Linked DNA regions of Drosophila melanogaster: region 2 is linked to region 1. A link is a contact called in public Hi-C data. All regions are on one chromosome and are shown on one strand. The core of a region is the stretch at or near the end of the contact, and the rest is flanking DNA. Distances in the headings are between cores, read along the strand shown.

Region 1 (4,472 bases), core at 1,449-3,948:
GCATTCATACGTTTTTGTGGAAATTATTCACGAAAACGCCTGACAGTTTTGTGTCGCTCGCCGCAACTTTTGACAGCTACCTCCGCTCGCATCGAATGGATTTTGTATTCGTATTCGGGGATGGCAGCGACTGACTTGACTAGCTGAAAATTGGGATTGGGATGGCATGGATGGTACATATGTATATGCTATATGGTTGGCTGCTCGGCGGCTCCGTTTCGTTGGCTGGCAAGGCCATAAACTAAGCCCAACTCCCAGACTTCCAGCTTCAGTCCGGGGTTCATTAATGCGCACTATGTGCTTAAAACGCCATTTGGGCGTTAGCCGACTGTCTTTCCAGCTGTCTCTCTTTTGTGAACAGAAGTGGATCTCAGACACTCGGAAAAATGGCTCAAGGGCCAGAAGAAAACTGTGCATTCTTTTAGCTCTAAATGTGTTTAATTAAAAAACAAAATGCCTAATAACTTATTTCATCATTGTATGAAGTGAATACAAGATGAATACAATTAACAATAATAATACAAGGCCCATTGATTTTTTTTCAGTGATCACACATGTCCCAAACATCTTGGTTCTGTTTTTCTTTCATTTTTTTTTTCTTTTTTGGAACATTAGACCCCTCCCAGCCAGTTCCTCCTCCCCCTTTGACAGTTACTGTATCTACTGCGTCTTCGACTGTCGGCTGTTGTAGCGAACTGCCAACAATGGGCATCATTCATCGCTCATTCACTGGCACTCGCTCCGTGGCTCTGTGACTCTGTGGCACAGAGCGTGCACATTGTACGCACTGTACATGGGGCAGTCCTTTGGCACAACCCCCCATATCCAACGAGGGGGTTGCCCCAGACTGGGGTGTGGCATATTCCGCAATTCTATGGCATAAATTTGCTGGCGATAAAATGCGCAACTGGCAACACGATTTGGGATAAGTCCTTCGGATTGCGAGGCCAGAATTCCAAAGGGGTGGCGACTAGTCCGCCAGTACACCACTTGGCAGGGTGGGGCAGTAATGGCCGGGGTTGAACATAAAAAAAAACATTTATTAATGAATGCATCATGCAAGGGAGGGCGGCAAAATATTTCGCCAAATTGTCCATAAATCCAATTGGCGATGGCTGTATCTGTATCTATAGCATTTGGCTATCTGCGACTGCCTGTGCACGTGTGCGAATCTGTGTGCGCCTGCAGCACAGCAGCTGATTAATAAAAGCCAGCGAACGGATGAAAGAGGGAAAACACCTGTTAGCCCCAGTGCCTGTGTGCCTTCTTCGGTGAAATTGCTTGCACATTTTGTATTTAGCATTTGGATATTTGATTGAATATGTTTCACACTTTACCCACGCCTTATCTGGTCTACTAAAATGGGAAATAAAAACTCATGTCTGTGCTATCTATCATTCATTACAAACTAACATCTTCGGAGTTCAATCAATGAGTTGTCTTTTAGTGTGGTTATTAAGAAATGAATGATTCTACGCGCAACGAATACCTCGCTCGTATTTACTTTCATTATCAATAGAGCCAATGAATCGGTGAAATGCGAAATCCAAAACGATATGTGGGTACTTGAGTTGAGTATTCCCGACGAATGTATTCAGGTTCGTGGGGATTTCAATGGGTGTTACGTCTTCGCGAACTCCACCCTGACCAGCAAGGGACCTTTGGTCACTGTTCCCTCAATCGGGGAAACTTTTCTAGTCACGAGAGATGGCAATATCGTTTGGGGGATCGAAGACCTTGTTTGCTTGCGGTCAGTTTGCGATAGTGTGCGCAAATGTGTGAGGAAAGTCACGTACTTGGGGCAGGGTCGAGGTGGATAATTTAGGGTTCAGTGTCTCACCTGCTGGAAAATCTCTCTCTCGCTCCAAGAGCAGTTCTGCCCATCTGATTGTCGCTGGTGCGTTTCGTTGGCCTTTCGGCAGGCGGACACCTGTTTGGGCCTCCCTTGCTATCAGTTTTGAATGGGGTCTTTGCGAAAAGGGTGGGGGGACTTGTAACACTTGGTTTTGTACCACTAAAGCGTGATGCTTTTGCAAGGCATTTTGGTAGTTGTTGTTGTTGTTGTCGTTTAAAGCACTTAATGGGTTCAACACTTCAAAAAAATATTATTAAATCTCTTAGATTTTAAGGCGATATTAATTATATGTATTACTATGTACGTTTTTCTTCAATATCGCATTTAACACTTGCGTATCGCGGATTTTTTTTGGGGGGCTTAGTTTGTATTTTTAAGGGGGATTTTGTATTTTCGATTTGTGTTTTTGGTTTGTGTATTTCAGTTTTTAGTTTCCGCTGCGCATTTGTAGCGATTCAGAGTTGCTCACACGATGAATCCAACACGTTGAATAAAAGTTCGAGCGACGTTCAAATTCGCTTAAAGCCAATAAGTCAGCCAGCGGCAGCGACGTCGGCAGAGGAGCGACTGCGCCACAGTGCGATTCTAACGGCGCGAGAACGAAGAAACGGATGGCAACTGAAACGGCCAAAGGCGCGGCCGACCGACCGACCGTCGATGTGCTGTGCTTGTGCTTGTTGTTTGTGTTCTAAGTCGGAGCCGCCATAAAATCTAATAAGAACGGCAGTGCCAGTGTCAGTGGATGTGGATGTGGCTGTGCCTGTGAAACGGGGTGGAGCGGAAAAGGGTGGGTTGGTGGAGCGTCGGCTCGCTGTGGCGGCGTTGCGTTCGAGTCCGGTTGACGCGAAGCACTGCCAACCGACCGACGCGCCGTTTTGACGGCCCGACGGACCGGCGGAACGATTGGCAACGGGCTGCGGCAAACAAATAAACAAACGCACCACAAACATTGCCCAGGGGCGTTGTTACATCCACATGGTGAATGCTCAAGGGGGTATGGCCACGATATAAACTGATATATGTACACATTGCAACTACGATGAAATATTACTCAACAATTATACAGTTAAGATGAGTTATCCCTTACATCTGCAAGATACATTTGGATTGGACACCGACATCCGCCCAGCGTTCATAGATTCCACAGCAAGTGTACTAAATGTAAAACCCCTCATTATCGGACGCAACTGACTTTTGGAAGTGGAAACGGAACAGTAGCGTAGATATCCGAAAATTGAACGCGTATGTGTGCGAGTGCGAGTGTTTGGCTGCTCTACACTAGTCGGCTTTTGTCTGGAAGCAGAGCCGAAAGCAAAAGCCACAAAGCTTCGGCCAAGAAGGCAGAAGAATTTGGGTAGGTGGGGAAATTTGCGAAGCAACGACTACTTATCAAATGGTACATTTTGCCTTTGAGCCGGCGCATTGAGCAGGGAATCTTGTGACCGACCAGCCACTAAACACTAACCACCTCCCACGCCACCCATTTCACTGTCACTTGCGGAACGTTTGGAATCGGAATCGCTGTGCACACTCATGCACACTAGCATTTCAAATGCAGCGACGTCGACAGCGGCGCCGTGACCTTGAAAATGCTTATGTTCAGTCCTTCGCTCACTCTCTTTGGAGCTTAGAAGGCATGCGCAACCGACTGAGTTGCACGATCTGAAAACTGAGCTTGGCTTACACGATCGAAATAAATTTAAGGAGGCCTATAGCCACACATTTGTTAACATACTCGTATGTAATTGTTGCATAAAAGTCCACAGCTCATGGACTGTGATAAGGAAGCCACCGTTATCCGTTATCGGCTATCGGTTATCAGCTAACGGTGCATGAAAAGGTGGCAAAAGACAGACGTGACTAGCTCAACTTGGCCAAAAGGAAGAAGTGGAAGGGGTTGCAAGAAGGTGTAAGGCCATTTCTTAATATCCAATCGCCTTTGCAATGGAAATGTCCGATTGAGATTTAAGCACCGGCAAAAAACGCCGGCTACAATAGCACACGAAAACAATAACAAATGCTCAAGCTGCTGGCGAGAGAGAGAGAGAGAGAGGAAAAGAGAGAGTCCGATGGTGAGAGAGAGGGCACTGCCAACCGGCTGTGTTTATGTTTCATGTCATTCCGTTCCGTTCCTCACTCACTTTGTTTGTCCCACTCACGTTTCCACGCGACCGCCGAAAGAGCGGCGAAAAGCGAAAGCTTCGTGGCGCTTCGTGTGGACTCGTCCGCCTTCGGCCCCCTGAATGTACAGTGTGTTCTAAAAATAGAGCCTGACTCGCATCATACGCGGACCCCATTCGCCGACGATCTCGTCACCTGCTCGCCGATTGGCCAGCGGGCTCCAATAAAGCCAAAAGCAACAATAGCAAAAGCAATAGCAATAGCCACAACAGCTTTGAGAAAATACGAGTGTTGGAAGCAACACAGAAAAGTTCTATCTCGCCGTCGTCGCTGTTGGCATCTAATAGCGAATTTATAAAGGAATAAAATGAGCATTAAAAAGTGCCAAACGGCGCGGGCGAGCACATGGACGTCGGGTTGGTATTGCGGGGGTACTGGCAGGCATTGGGGTTCGGGCTCGCAACGGTGGTGCGGTGGCATATGGAAATTGATGCAG
Region 2 (4,263 bases), core at 1,735-4,234, 1.4 Mb after region 1:
GCAGGACGGGATGGTACGTATTCGAATCGGTAATATGAGGCAAGGGAAAGGAAGACGGGTAAAAATAAAGTTAACGATATGGCAGTAAACAATGTGGGTTGGACACAAGCAAGCTGTCCAAGAAGCCACTTGATGCGACCGACAACTTGGGTTATAAAACTTCGACAACAGTTTTCACAGCACGCGCTGTTCCATTCCGTTTTATTCCGTTCGAAAATTGCTTTTTCGCTCAATTAATTAACTTATTTTTTATTGCACACAATTCTATTAAATGTGTGTTGTCTGTTGATTGGATTGCTGGGATTGTGTTGGGAGCATACAAATCTATTGGAGAATGTGCCCCCCATCATGCTGGCACTAAAATCAACTTAATAGCTGCACACAGCTTGGGAACATGTTCATTGTGTGGATTTCTTCAGGACTTACTCTTCCTGTATGACGGGAATTAACTCGTCGATATCCACTCGTCGTTTGTTCAGTAACTGTCATCGGGTGGTGGTTTCGATTGAATTGATTGACAGCGAGTGACAAGTTAAAACTAATCTTTAAATTGAGTTCTAAACGAAAATATTGTCAATAACGTGAGGAGGGTGGGGAGGGGGGGTTGCTCGATGCCGCTTGCTTGGCTTTATTGTGCCCGTTTTTGCGGAAACTCGTAGCGCAGCACGAAAAACGCAATTAATTTGTGCGAGAATGTGGAAATGGCGGAAAAGCATTTGCCTTTGTGACGCACCGCTCCTCCTTACATTTTATTTGTGCAGGTGAATGGAATGGAAAAAGGTCTATACTTCTATGACTTAAGTTGTGAGATTACATTATATATATATTATATGGTGTACTTGTATCGCATCGAATGCGCTTTTAACCTTTGCGGTTTAGATTTGGCTTTGGCCATTTGCTGTTCTTTTGTTGGTGGGCTGGCTGTTTGGTTTGCGAGTGGCGAGGCCAGTAAGCCACATTGAAACCAGTTGTGTGGTGTTCGCAACTACGCCGCCCACCAGCCCCTTTACCATCGTTCCCGCCCCCCAATTGGCAAGGCCGATTATCGACCGCTGACCGAAGGCTGCGAAGAAAAAGCAAACAACGAGCCGTTTAGAAAGTTACCAACTGTTTAAGTTGCCTTAATTGATCTGTTGCGTTTATTCCTCGTTTCATTTTGCTGTTTCAGGTTAACGGTCGTGCCTGGCCTTGGCTGCGTTCTATTCCGCTGTGCCAACGCAACGTTTGAAATTTAGCCAGCTAAAAACTGTGCATTTACCCAACTGTAAGGATTTGTATTTGGTTTTTATTGCGCTTAATTTGTTTCGTTGTGGTTATCACCTCCGGGTTTAATTTCACTGTTTCAGGCTAAATCACATTTGGCCTTGACTGTCCGTGATCCATTCCGATTCGTTTCGCCCATTCCACTTAGCACATTGCCTGGCGTCAATTAATTGATCAACAGTAGGAACGTTTTGCATCCAAAAATAGACGCCAAATATTATCACTTGCCTTTTGTCTATTTTTAATGCAAATTGTGTGGGCAGGTAATGGGGAGAAAAGGACGTTTAATCAGCGGCGCGTGGCGTCTAACGAAATTATCGCATGACCAACTAAATCGGCTGCCCCCCCCCCCCTCCCCTCCCCTCCTCAACCACCGATTACACTGAGATTTTTCGCCGCTCGCCAAAACTTTCCAGTCTGCTGCACAACAATGTGAAACGGAACACGAAACGTTCCTCCTCTTCTTGATTCACATATGTGTGCATATATAGACCGACAGACAGACACAAACGTATTTTCTGCGTTTCGTTGCGAATCTTTTGGCGCAATTAGCGTGCACAATTAGCACATCTCTAGTACTCGTAGCGCCGTCCTTTTCCTTCCAGCTCGCTTGCGTGCAAATTTAATTAGCGGCCCATGCTCGACGAGAAAGAGACGGCATGAGATGGGAAGTACTAGATGAATTATTGGATGGAAATTTAATGGCTTCGAGGTGAAGTCTTTTATTCCACGACTCCCAATTATCGATTAAAAAGAGAAAAGAAAGACACACAAATTTTCCACTGGGTCGAGATTTGCAATTAGCACTTCGTTATTTATGCGCCGAATTCATTTTCCGCCTTGCAATTTACCTACGACAAATATAAACATACAGTATTGGGACTAGCACTTAGCGTGAATCCATCAAAAAATCCGCTTATCACTTATCACGTGCTTCCCCAAACGCCCCCGAGTGTCGTCTACGAGTATTTGCGATGTCGTTTGTAACTCGCAGTAAATTTCGACCAGACTTTTGTGGGTCTGGTGGTCCGGTGGCATCTGGTCTGAACCGAATCTGACGCAACTTGACCCAAGTTGCTTGGCATCGATCTTCCAGTGCACTAGCACCTTGGGCGAAAAGTGGGTCTTGCTGTCGCTGTTGGATTTTGTCTGTCTGTGGGGAAATCTTATCGCACGCCATATAGAGTTTTGGGCTCGCCTGCCGTCTGGTGTCATCAAGTCATCAAGTGTCTGCGCCACCTAACAGATACGATGTGTAAAAAACTACTTGAGTGGAATCTTGGTAAAGTTTATTTACTATACCCAGAATAATATTGATTTGGTTTTCTTGCTTTTCTACTCTAGTACTGCGTTCATGCAATGCACTATACTCGCATTTTGTTTCAATTTAAGTTCGCGCTTTTACGAAATCATGAAACCTTACTGCATAAACGTACATAGCGCATGAAGTCGGTGTGTCGGCGAACTTTGTAAGGGGTTATGTGGCTAACTTCTGTGCTTTCGATTTTAAACAATAATGCGGGGAAGCACAATGAAAATGAAACATAACGAGAAACAAGCAACAGAAACAAAAACAAAAACAACACAAAGGCGTTTCATCAAGAAACAGGGGAAGCGGCGAGAAAGAAGCAGAAACTTCAGCATTCGCCTGACGTAAATGCTGCCACGCATTGCGTCATTGTGGGGCTGAAGTGGGAGCGAGAGGGGCTAGACTGTGGGAGTGAGATGGTTGCAACTGCGTGAGAGGGAGAGCAGCTGTCGTTCCTTTTCTCATGAGAGCATTTGTCGGCTTTTTCAGCTCATTAATGATTCGATTTTTCTTTTATATTTTGTGGTTTTGTGTGTGTGTGCCTTTTGTTTTTTTTTTGTTTTGCTGTTGGATGACACATGGTTCACTTATTCAACGAGGGGGGCGGGGGTGTGAGCCAAAAAATAAAAACAAAAAAAAGTGGAGAGATTGTCTATAAATAAACCAACATTTTGGTAAACTTTATGCGGTGCAAGCGCTTTTCTCTGTGATAAACTGTGCGTAATTTTTGTGGGAAAAATGGGAGAAAAATGACGAAAATCTAAATTTCATGGTGACCTGAATTTTTGAGTTCACTATCCTAACGATCGTGCTTATTGAATTGGCTGATGCAATTCATTGATGGCTTGCAAATATTATTATTAAGTTATAAGTTTTTTTTTTTTTTTTTTTTTTGTTATTGTTTTACTTGACTAATAGCTATAAGGGTCTTTAAAAGTCTGGGTTGAAGGCAGTTCGCTGGCTTACTTTTGCATATTTTTTCTTCTTTGTTTTGTTTCTCAGGTTTCTTGGCTCGAGTTTTTGCATTTGGGGGACAACCCAAGTACTTGGAACTCCACATTTAGTCAGCGCTCGTTGAATTTGTCTTGGTTTTTTTCCTTCGGTCGTCTTTGAATGGGTAAAAATGGGCAGTGACTAAGCCAATGTCAATTTAAGTGGCCACTTGAAGTAGTAGAATTGTTTCGACAAAAATCACTGTGTTAAGCAACATAACATAATACATTCAAACACTCTTTCGCTTTATGAGTTGACTCACTGTGTTTTTTGTTTTTTATGCATATTGTGTTTCGTTTTATTTTTACAATCGCAGTCGTCGTGACTTTCCCATAAATTCCAAAAAATAAACAAAAATATTTTGTAATTTCTTATCAATGTGGAAAATGCTTCTTCTCGTCGCTGCCTTGTTTATTTGTTTACATTAAGCAACAACCCAACATTGTTGTTGTTTTGTCATGTAATTATGATAATCAAGTGCAGTAAAAACGAAAACAAAGAACTTGGCAACAAGAAGGGGTTTTTTTTCGAGGGGGTTTTGGGGATTGGCATACGTTCGCATATACATATGTATGGTGTGAGGTTTTTAGAGTGGATTGCCGCTTATCATCGCAAGTTAATCTACTTTCCCAGTTCATATACTCTCGTACACGATCATGTACTCCTATATGTTCTATATGCATACTTAAAAACGACGG

What was found. A called contact is a pair of places that touch in the nucleus more often than the background predicts.
Region 2: a contact with region 1 is called in a Hi-C map of the Kc167 cell line, with 2.7 times the contacts expected there. The contact joins the enhancer-like site here to the promoter of Atf3 in region 1. A contact is called at or near these places in 5 of 107 Hi-C or Micro-C datasets (the Kc167 cell line, the S2 cell line, embryo and 1 more).

What each region holds. Positions count from the first base shown.
Region 1 is chrX:1,272,586-1,277,057 of dm6, forward strand. Atf3 (Activating transcription factor 3) reads right to left here and starts at 2,699. Exons shown (of 5, transcript NM_138988.4): 1 at 1,841-2,699.
Region 2 is chrX:2,649,682-2,653,944 of dm6, forward strand. All of the region lies in intron 4 of sgg (shaggy), which reads left to right. Among named protein-coding and RNA genes, the nearest start is that of sgg, 18 kb to the left of the region's middle. Within about 2 kb of position 2,985, at least 32 of the 39 cell types and tissues checked have an H3K27ac peak or open chromatin away from gene starts, as enhancers often do. A contact at or near this core is called in the Kc167 cell line, the S2 cell line, embryo and 1 more, where this site is marked.